Linked DNA regions of Mus musculus: all the other regions are linked to region 3. The links are chromatin contacts, called in public Hi-C and HiChIP or PLAC-seq maps. All regions are on one chromosome and are shown on one strand. The core of a region is the stretch at or near the end of the contact, and the rest is flanking DNA. Distances in the headings are between cores, read along the strand shown.

Evidence for each region. Hi-C and Micro-C count contacts between places; a contact is called where the count stands out from the background. HiChIP or PLAC-seq counts read pairs in DNA pulled down with a chosen protein or histone mark.
Region 1: an H3K27ac HiChIP or PLAC-seq map of embryonic stem cells shows a contact between it and region 3, with 5 read pairs. The contact joins the promoter of Ccdc201 here to the enhancer-like site in region 3. A contact is called at or near these places in 9 of 39 promoter capture datasets (the 3T3-L1 cell line, the HPC-7 cell line, cranial neural crest and 5 more), 3 of 115 datasets of contacts at active chromatin or transcription factors (all in embryonic stem cells) and 1 of 9 other capture datasets (embryonic stem cells).
Region 2: a Hi-C map of cerebellum shows a contact between it and region 3, with 1.7 times the contacts expected there. The contact joins two enhancer-like sites. A contact is called at or near these places in 2 of 15 datasets of contacts at CTCF or cohesin (the NIH/3T3 cell line and liver), 6 of 484 Hi-C or Micro-C datasets (the AtT-20 cell line, the HL-1 cell line, cerebellum and 3 more), 6 of 115 datasets of contacts at active chromatin or transcription factors (embryonic stem cells and hepatocytes) and 2 of 9 other capture datasets (adipose tissue and embryonic stem cells).

Annotation. Positions count from the first base shown.
Region 1 is chr11:7,187,182-7,190,259 of GRCm38.p6, forward strand. It overlaps Ccdc201 (coiled coil domain 201), which reads right to left and starts at 1,388. Exons shown (of 4, transcript NR_045101.1): 1 at 1,330-1,388.
Region 2 is chr11:7,158,885-7,161,689 of GRCm38.p6, forward strand. Adcy1 (adenylate cyclase 1) reads left to right here. Exons shown (of 20, transcript NM_009622.2): 15 at 1,322-1,438; 16 at 2,395-2,541. Among named protein-coding and RNA genes, the nearest start is that of Ccdc201, 28 kb to the right of the region's middle. Within about 2 kb of position 1,452, at least 71 of the 459 cell types and tissues checked have an H3K27ac peak or open chromatin away from gene starts, as enhancers often do. A contact at or near this core is called in cerebellum, where this site is marked.
Region 3 is chr11:6,893,840-6,896,994 of GRCm38.p6, forward strand. No RefSeq gene overlaps it. Among named protein-coding and RNA genes, the nearest start is that of Adcy1, 170 kb to the right of the region's middle. Within about 2 kb of position 1,447, at least 37 of the 459 cell types and tissues checked have an H3K27ac peak or open chromatin away from gene starts, as enhancers often do. A contact at or near this core is called in cerebellum and embryonic stem cells, where this site is marked.

The sequences.
Region 1 (3,078 bases), core at 138-2,637, 290 kb after region 3:
ATTAGGGAGGCTGATTGCTGACTGCTGGAGGTACATGGGCCACGCTGTATTTGGTTATAATACGTAAACTCCGAATTTCTCCTCCAGATTTAACCAAAGATACTCCTGCATGCACACCCCTTTCTTAGACACTAATGATGGATGCCCCAGCCTTCGTATCTGTATGTCCTACACCAGTGGATTTAACTTAGTACAGGTAGAAAATACTAAAGAAAAAAAAAAAAACTTGTCCAATTTAGGTAATTTTCAAAGTAGCAGCATGCACACAGGCATGCAGGGGTTTTCCTCTTATTCCCAGCCCAGAATTGTAATCTCCATGCCGTTTGAATGCCAGGATGTGAGGAACCGAGGTGTCCTTGGGCTCTGCACAAACACAACAGCGTTTTACATAAGGAATTTGTGTCAGACAGGTGATGGCATCTGAAGCAGGGCCTGGAATTGATCGCCTGAAATTAAACACACTTGTGCTCAGCACAGGGCCCGCCTCCCTCCAGTGCCCTTTGACACACTTGATGGGAAATGACCTGATGAGTGCAGCCAGCACGCTGTTGTCTTGTGTTTAATGGTTTTCTTGGGGATTTAGACAAGCTCATGCAGGCAATGTGACTGTGCTCCAACCCACGTCCCTTTGACAGTAGTGCCAGGCTGCCTATTTTGCCTTATTCCACATTTAGGAAGCGATTTCTTGCACTTAATATTTTTGTAATGAGAGTGACAGTGTCTACTGCAGGTACTGACATCCCTGGACTGTTCAGTAAGCCATTGTCACTCAGGGGGTGAGAGGAACTGGAACATAAGGAAGTAGATGCCATATGTATATGTAATTTATTTATATACTATATAATTAATTTATATACTATATGTAACTTTTTAAAAGAAAATGACTTTGACACTTCTTGAGGCTGGACATAGTTGTCTGTTGCTATCCATGAATAATACCAACCATCAGTAGGAACCCAGAGGGGCATCAGTAGGAACCCAGAGGGGCTTCTATTACATAGAGGCAGGGAGTGTGGTCCTGAGTTCTCAGCACCAGAGTGGGAAGACTCTGGTCTGCCTCTATCTAGGAAAAACTAGCAAGGAGTAGTCCAGAGATGACTAAGGTGTGCAGCATGGGGGTTCCAGGTCAGGACGTGGGGCTATGACCCGTCTAACATAGAGCACACCCAGGGCCCACAGCAGCTTCTCACAGATAGGAGTCCTTTGGGGCCTAATTGGCAGGCAGCCTGAGAACAATCCTCGGGACTAACTGCAGCATTCTGCCGGACATCTCCGGACACACGCCACACTTTCCCCGTCTTACTCCCAGCAGCGCCCCTCTAGGCCTACCTCTGTGTCTGACTCCATCTTGTCTTTCCTCTGAAATGGACATTCTTGGGCAGTTACCGCACCTAGCTCTTGGAATCAGAGCGCTTAAAAATAGCCCTGGAAATCGTTCGCTCTCAGGCCTGGACAGGTGCATGTGAGCACACCTGACGAGCACACCTGACGAGCACGTGGGCGCATGGCCACAGGCGTGCTCACCGCCCCCCCCCCCCACCCCGACCCCCCCAGAGCTTTCACCTGGCTGGTTTCTTCTCTGCATACCTTAGTATTACCTTAGAATACCTCTGAATTCTTACAATATAAAAGGCTGTCTGGTCACCTAATCCAGTAAAGACCAAAGACCACACTCAGACAAGCTGAGAGGCACCGGAAGTGCTAGACTCTCAAATATGTCGGTGGCAAAGGATTTCTACACTTCCCTTGGGTGCTTCTTAGATTTGAATCACTAGAGCCCAGAGCGCAATAAGCGGATCTGGGAATGTCTCTTAATTGAATTTCTAAGGATTCCCAGATAATGAAGCCAGGTGGAGCCACCTTGTGGCCTCTGCCCCGGGTCATGAGTAACGCGGAGAATGGAAACTGAGTCAATCTCAGCCAGCACCAGCTCTGAGCTTCCAAAGCAACGGGGAGAGGGACTGTGCACGGAAGAAGTGAGTCTTCAAAATAGGGAAGCAAGTAGGGTTGCTGGTTCAAAGTCAGGCATACTTCGAAGCTCATGGCATATTAATGACAACATGGACCCCCACAGGGCTCTCCCCTCCAGAGCCCCACCAGCAAGAGAGTGTTCACCAGCCACACGCAGCACTGACTTCAAAATAGGGAAGCACTCTGCCCAGCAGAGCAGAGCCTTGGTGCCTGGGGCGAGCAGAAGGCAGATTATGGTTTTACTGTTTCCCAGGACTTTGTACTCTTCTTTAAGATCTTCTTGCCCTCCAGTCTCCCGAGGAGCTGAGACTACACGTATGTGCCAGTGGGCCCAACTAACAGTTTTTAAATGTACCATTCTCTGGCCTCCCAGGTACCCTCGATATTATTATTTTGATGGAGCTATCTTTTTAAAGGCTATTATTATTATTATTATTATTATTATTATTATGGTTCTCATTATGTAATCTTGGCTGACCTGGAACTCCCTAGTGCTAGGATTAAAGACCTGCAATACCACTCTGTGTATGGATCTCTTTTTGAATATTCTTTTCCTTAGCTCTGCCCTAATTTGCTTCGTCTGTGTCTTTTCTGGCTGGGCAGATGGCATCTAGTTGGGCATTTAAAGACAACACTCCAAGGAACTAAGAGACAGTTCAATCTAATTGTCCCCTGGCACGGTCAAGCAAGTAGGGTTGCTGGTTCAAAGTCAGGCATACTTCAAAGCTCATGGCATATTAATGACAACATGGACCCCCACAGGGCTCTCCCCTCCAGAGCCCCACCAGCAAGAGAGTGTTCACCAGCCACACGGAGCACTGACACCTGTGGCAAATTACCCAGCAGTGCAGTGCTATGTACCCGGCAGCGGCACCCTGCCTAATCTGCTACCATCCCCCTTGCTCTCTGGAGCCCAGGAAGACCTGTCTTGAGGGGTCTTGGTCCTTCTTGTCATAGTTGCACTTCTGAAGGGTTGGAATTTACACCACAGCCTCAGCCCTGTCCAGGTGCAGAGTCCGGGCAATGTGCCTCAGCTTCCTCTCACGTGGCGTCCTGCGTTCCTAGGGATGTGAAAGCTGGAAAAGTCCTCCCATACCACTTTGTCTT
Region 2 (2,805 bases), core at 202-2,701, 270 kb after region 3:
TGCTGGGATTAAAGATGTGCACCACCACCCTGCCTGGCAATGGTTAAGTTTTGTAGCAGCGATACCTTCTGCGTCTGAAAACTATGGCATATGATATGCCACTAGACCCCACTGACAGCATCCCTTAAGGCTCATGGTGGCCCATACATGGAGCCAGCCCTGACACTTTTTTCTTAGCACTATAGGGCCATAGTTCGTGGTAAGCAGGCTAGGACTGGCTATTCCTGCCATCCTTTTGTCCACTTCTTAGGGCTTCATCTTCTGCTTGTGGTTCAGAGAGTGTGTGCTCCTAGATCCACCCCAGCCCAGCATTCTGGTCTCAGTGCCAGTGGGATTCAAATTCTTGTGGAGGCAACAGAAGTTCTGGGAAAGGTCGATCAGAGGGCTGTCTGGGTCTGGTGCAGTCTGGGGTGGCCACATAGGTTCCTAAGAGATATTTATGAGATGGGATCTGGGGAATTAGACCCTGGAAATGGGGAACCATTCTCAAACACTGAAAATTGCAATGGTGGGGTAGTGAGTCCCTCAACCCTGCATTAAGGCTCTGGTCTTTGTGTCTGGTATGAAAGATGAAGTGTATTCATGTGGACCATCCATGCATCTAGAGCCCCGCATGGATGATCCTTGACATTGAAGCAGCATGCTACACCCCCCTTTCCCACTCCACTCCCATGAGAATTTACTCCAGACACTCAGAGAATAAGGAAAAAGCTCTTTAATAGCATACATCCTGCTCTGGCTAACACCCAACGAGAAACCAGCCATGAAACTTTTAACAGCTTATATAGGTCATAGGCTTCAACATTCCACATATAAAGTTACACTTTGAGCAATTAAGCAGAGACAGAAAACTTCAAGTCTGATCGCAGTTACTTTTAATGTAGAGCAATGCTGTTCCTTTCCAGTAGTTGTTACCCCAGGTCATCCTGCCTGGCAGATGTATGCTCTCCTTGGTGATAGAGCCAGGGTAGAGGTGTGTTCTTTGATATGGAGATAGGTCTTAGTTGGCCACAATCTTAGTGAACTAAACCCTAGCAGGAATGTATTCCCAGAAAGCCTGAAGTTCAGTTATGTTAGAGGCACACGATGTTTCCTGCCGTTCCTAGCAAGCCTGCCTAGGGTGGTGCTCAACTTCTAGGGGAATAAGAGGTAGGGCTTCTTCAGCTACAGTCTACTTTGTGTGCTTCAGTATTCCCTAAGCAAGCTTATTGGTAGATGCTTTATCATTAATTTATCACTCCCGTTCTTTCCTGTATCAAGGTGTCATGGTGGGAGGGTGAGAGCAGCATGAGGGTTGAGATTCATGACCTCTGACCCCCAGGCGGAGGAGGAACGGGATGACATGGAGAGAGTCAAGCTGGACAACAAGAGGATCCTCTTCAATCTCCTGCCAGCTCACGTCGCACAGCACTTCCTCATGTCCAATCCCCGGAACATGGTGAGTGAGTGCCAGGGCTCCATGGGGCCTGCTGGCTGGCAGGACTTCCAGGTCTGCCACTGGAATGCAGCTCAGTGTGGCCCACTCTGTGTCCTTCTGCTTTGCCTGTGGCCTTTAGCAAGCCCTGATTTAGCTGCTCGGCTCTGCCTGGCCATGCTATCAGCTCCCCTGGAATGGATAACTTCTGGTCTACCAGGAAACTCTGGGGAAATTAGGTTGGCAGGTATGCATTTCTTTCCCCTCCCTTCCATTCCGTCGTGGGCTGGCCTGCAGTGTTCATAACAAAATGCAGAGAGGAGAAATTCGTTTTCAAGACTGGATTATTTCAAATGGCTTCCCTAATGTGGGGTCAATAGGTGCTGAAAAAGGAGAGCATGCTCATGTGTCTGACTATCCGTTGCTATGTCTGCTTGAAATGTGGGGATTCGCTTTCCCTCCTCTGCATGGAATGTTTGGCCAGAGCTCCTCACAGCCCTGCCTGCTGCAGTTGCTATGGCCACCAGCACAGCATAAGGGAGATGCGTACAAAGGCCAAGCTGAAAAGTAAAAAAGTCCAGGCTGGCTTCTATAGTTCTAGGGGAAGGGACAAAGCCTGGGGGTTCAGCCTTAAGCTCCTCCAGCCGGAAGCAGCTGCTGTGGTTTCTGTACAATCAGCTGAGCCTTAGAACCAGGAAATGTGCAGCTTTCATAAGCCCTGCCCTCTTCCCTGCTATTCTTCCCCTAGGAGGCTCAAAAGGACAAAGCTGACCACCCAGGATTTGCCCATTCAGTGCCCTGTACAACCTGGAGCTCACAGCATTCCCACAGCATTACCTGTGGAACCAACTGGGCCCCTATGGCCTGTCTCCTATGGCCTGGCTTGTTGGTTCCCCTATGGCTTGGCTTTCCAAAGCTGCTCTTGTTGGTTGGCCGTATCTGGCACTGCACGGTGGTTCTGACCCCTCCTGCCTTTGCAGGACCTCTACTACCAGTCCTACTCCCAGGTGGGCGTCATGTTTGCCTCCATCCCCAACTTCAATGACTTCTACATAGAACTGGATGGCAACAACATGGGTGTTGAGTGTCTGCGGCTCCTCAACGAGATCATTGCCGACTTTGATGAGGTGAGGCTGCAGCATCCACTCACAGGGTAGCAAGGATGACCTTCCATGGACCCAAATCCTGCTGTGTCCACTGTGTCTCCAGTAGGGTCCAGGACAGAGCATCTTGGCTCTAGGAGAGGGCAAAGGGCTGGGTAGCGTTCACTCTTGGAGGGCAGGTAGGAACTTCTTGGACCTTCCCCAGCCAGGCACTGTGTTTGCCCCAGCCCTGGAGCCTCTTTCCTTGGTGACAGTGAGCTTGGCTTCAGAGACAGGGGTTGTATCTTG
Region 3 (3,155 bases), core at 197-2,696:
TGAGGTGGAACATTTGACATCCAGCTACTTCTCAGTTCCCAAGAATAGGCCCCTCCCACCATGAGGCCCTGACTGTGGCCAGTGCCTTCCAGCTCCATCTCCTACTTGTAGCTGTAAGGTGGTACCCTGCATCTCTTCTCTGCCCACCACTGGGACCTGCCTCTCCTCTTTGCAAGTGATGCCCTCTCATGGCTGAGCTGACACATTTCTTAGAGTCCATTTGGGATCTCAGCACTCTGGAGTTTTGGATAAGGCTCCTGCACTGGGCTCTCTCAGACTACATGAAAAATCAAGATGGAGTCACCCATGCTGAAGTTCCTCAGCTTCGGAGGACGGCTGAGATGTTGTCTGATTCTTTAAGAAGCTAGGGGAACCGAGCTAAGGAATTTCCATAGTAGGCCAGTTTCACCTGCATAGGTCCCCTGGGCCTCAGTCCTTACAGAGATGGAACCTGGCCACCCCGTGTTACCAACCAGATTCCTGCTGCTCTGTTTCTCTCTGTCCCACTTTACAAAGAGTCTAACTTTGAATCAACCAACCCACTTTCATCTCTCATTCCTGCATATCCCGCTTTCTGCTCAGCCCGTCTCTCCCTGTAAGACCAGGTTTTCGGTTTAGTTCCTTGGGAGACTAATTTTGGCTCACAGGGAGATTCCAGTAGAAGAGGTAAGGCGAGTTAAGAGCGTTCAGTCCTTAGCATGTGTGTGCCTGGTGATTCCAACTTGGTCAGGGATAAGAATGCAACTTCTCACACATGAAAGAAAGCACACGCCTGTGCACAAGCACTCATCTGTATTCCTGTTTTCAGATGTACACACTCACATTTGCACAGCAGTATACACAAACACACTTGACCATCACACACCTGGGTCCTCCTCTCTGGATCCCTGAAGGGTCCTGTCTGTGAGCCTGTGGGGTTACGGGAGGCTCTACTTGGGTCACGTTCAGTACCTACTTCAGACTCCCTCAGGAGGAAAAGGCAGGCCTGGCCCACCCTAACCTTGAACCTGGAGCAGAAAGATGAATGTGTGCCCCTAAAGCCCCACTCTTTGAGCCTGGAAACCTCTTCCTGCTGACATGAGGTGTTAGATGTGCTGGCCTGTCTCCCTCACAGTCTGGACTGTCTCCAGCTTGGGCAGAAGACAGACTTTCCTGATCCTCATCCCATATGGCTCAGACAACAGAATCTTACCTAGTTCCCTTGTGCCACTCCTCGAGAAAGGGGCTGGAGTCCTCCCTCCTTCAGAGTCCTCCTTTGGATAGTCTCACTAGAGAAGCTGGGGGTGGGGAGGATAAGGAGGTGGACAAATCACAAGCCCTCCTGGGGGTGGGGTTGCAGAGGTAACTCAGAGCCATCTGTTTGCTGAGGCATGCTGGTATTTCATTTGGTCTTTACGGGAGCCCTGCAACACCCACTTAATTAAATGAATTTGAAAGACAATCACATTGGGATGTGTGTGGTCTGCCCTTTGCCCTCAGATCACTTCACTGTGTCTGTCCCCTTCAGACAAAGAGACTCTATCCCTCCCAGGTGCTGAATCAGAAAAACCTGCATGTGACCTTGCCACCAGCACAGGTCCCATATTAAATCTTTTGAGTTAATCATCAAGCAGAGACACCACTGGCCGTGCCGTGACTACTCTGAGTTTGACCCCTTCAATACCATGTGATTCTGCTGAAACCAACCTTACACCCACAGGAAAACTATGCAGACTTTTACTTTGGTGGAATTATCGGTCCACGGGATACATTCTCAGTCTTTCTTAGCAGAGAGTGGGACTTCCACAGCACACAAGGCTATGCCCAGGGCTGTGCGGCAGTCACTTTCCTTATGAGGGGATGGGCATTAAACACAGTGAAAGCTTTCACATCAGTCTGTCTCACTAAATAATTGAAGAACATGGTTCCATAAAAGGAGAAAGTCATCCCCTTCCCCTTCAGAAAACAGGTTCAGCGGCATTCCAAGCAGATGACCCCAGTTTGGTTTCTCTCCACCAGCAACCCAACCCCAGCAGCTTGCAGGGCTCCACGGGATCTTGGCTCAGCATCAGCTCTCATGAATTCATCTGCTCCTGGCACGAAGACGAGTCCTGGAAATCTTGACGCCGACTGGGGAGACAATGTGAAAGTTGTCTGAGAAAGGCCAAACCTACCTCCAGAATGTGTATCTGGGGTTTGGAGGCCAAGCAGATAACTTTCTGTGTTCTAACGCTTGTGTCCCTGTGTGTGGAAGACGTCTCTGCTCAGTGAGAGAGAGCACAGCCTTTAGGCCCGGAGGGTCAGAAAGCAGACACAGCTGAAGATGTAGGCACAGTGAGCAAGGGTGCAAAGATGGAGGGAAACCAGGCTTCAGATAGGACTAAAATACAGAATTAGCCCTGTAGTTAGGGACACTTGGGCTTCAGTGACTTTCTTGTAGATATCTGGGAAATCACAAGGAAGACTCTAAGATTAAACACACACACATACACACACACACACACACACACACACACACACACACACACATACACACACACACACAGGCTCTGGAGAGATGGCTCAGTGGTTAAGACCATTTACTCTTCTCCAGCACTGTCACAGCTGCCTATGACGTCAGCTCCAGGGCATCATATGCCTCTGACCTTTGCAGGCACACATGTGCATGCGCACATACCCTCCTGCTTACATGTAATTAAAAATAAAGTAAGTCTTAAAAATTTATACAAAATATTCTAATTTTTTTCTCCAAATCTAGGGTTTGATCCTGTGGAGACAAAAGTCAAAACAGTTATCAAGATATTATGTAACTTAATAAAAATTAAATCACAGAGTTAAAAAAAGAACAAGAGTTTGGCTATCCTCTGAACAGGGTGGCATTTATAGTTTTAAATAAACATAGGAGATAATATGATCGACTGAAGGTCTGTAGATCTCAGGAGTGATGGATCCTTTCCATGGTCCTGTTTGCAGTGAAGAACATCCATGGTCGCTCAAAGCACAGATGTGGACCTGGTGCACCTGAGGAGCCTTCACATCTGGGAAGACTTTTAGGAAGTAAAAAAACTTCTATGTCATTAGGTTAAAATCATACTCCATGCTCTGAGCCAGTCGTTTTAACAGAAAGAAAATAAATCTAACCTGCAGTCTTTCAATAACGTGCTAACTGGCAGTAA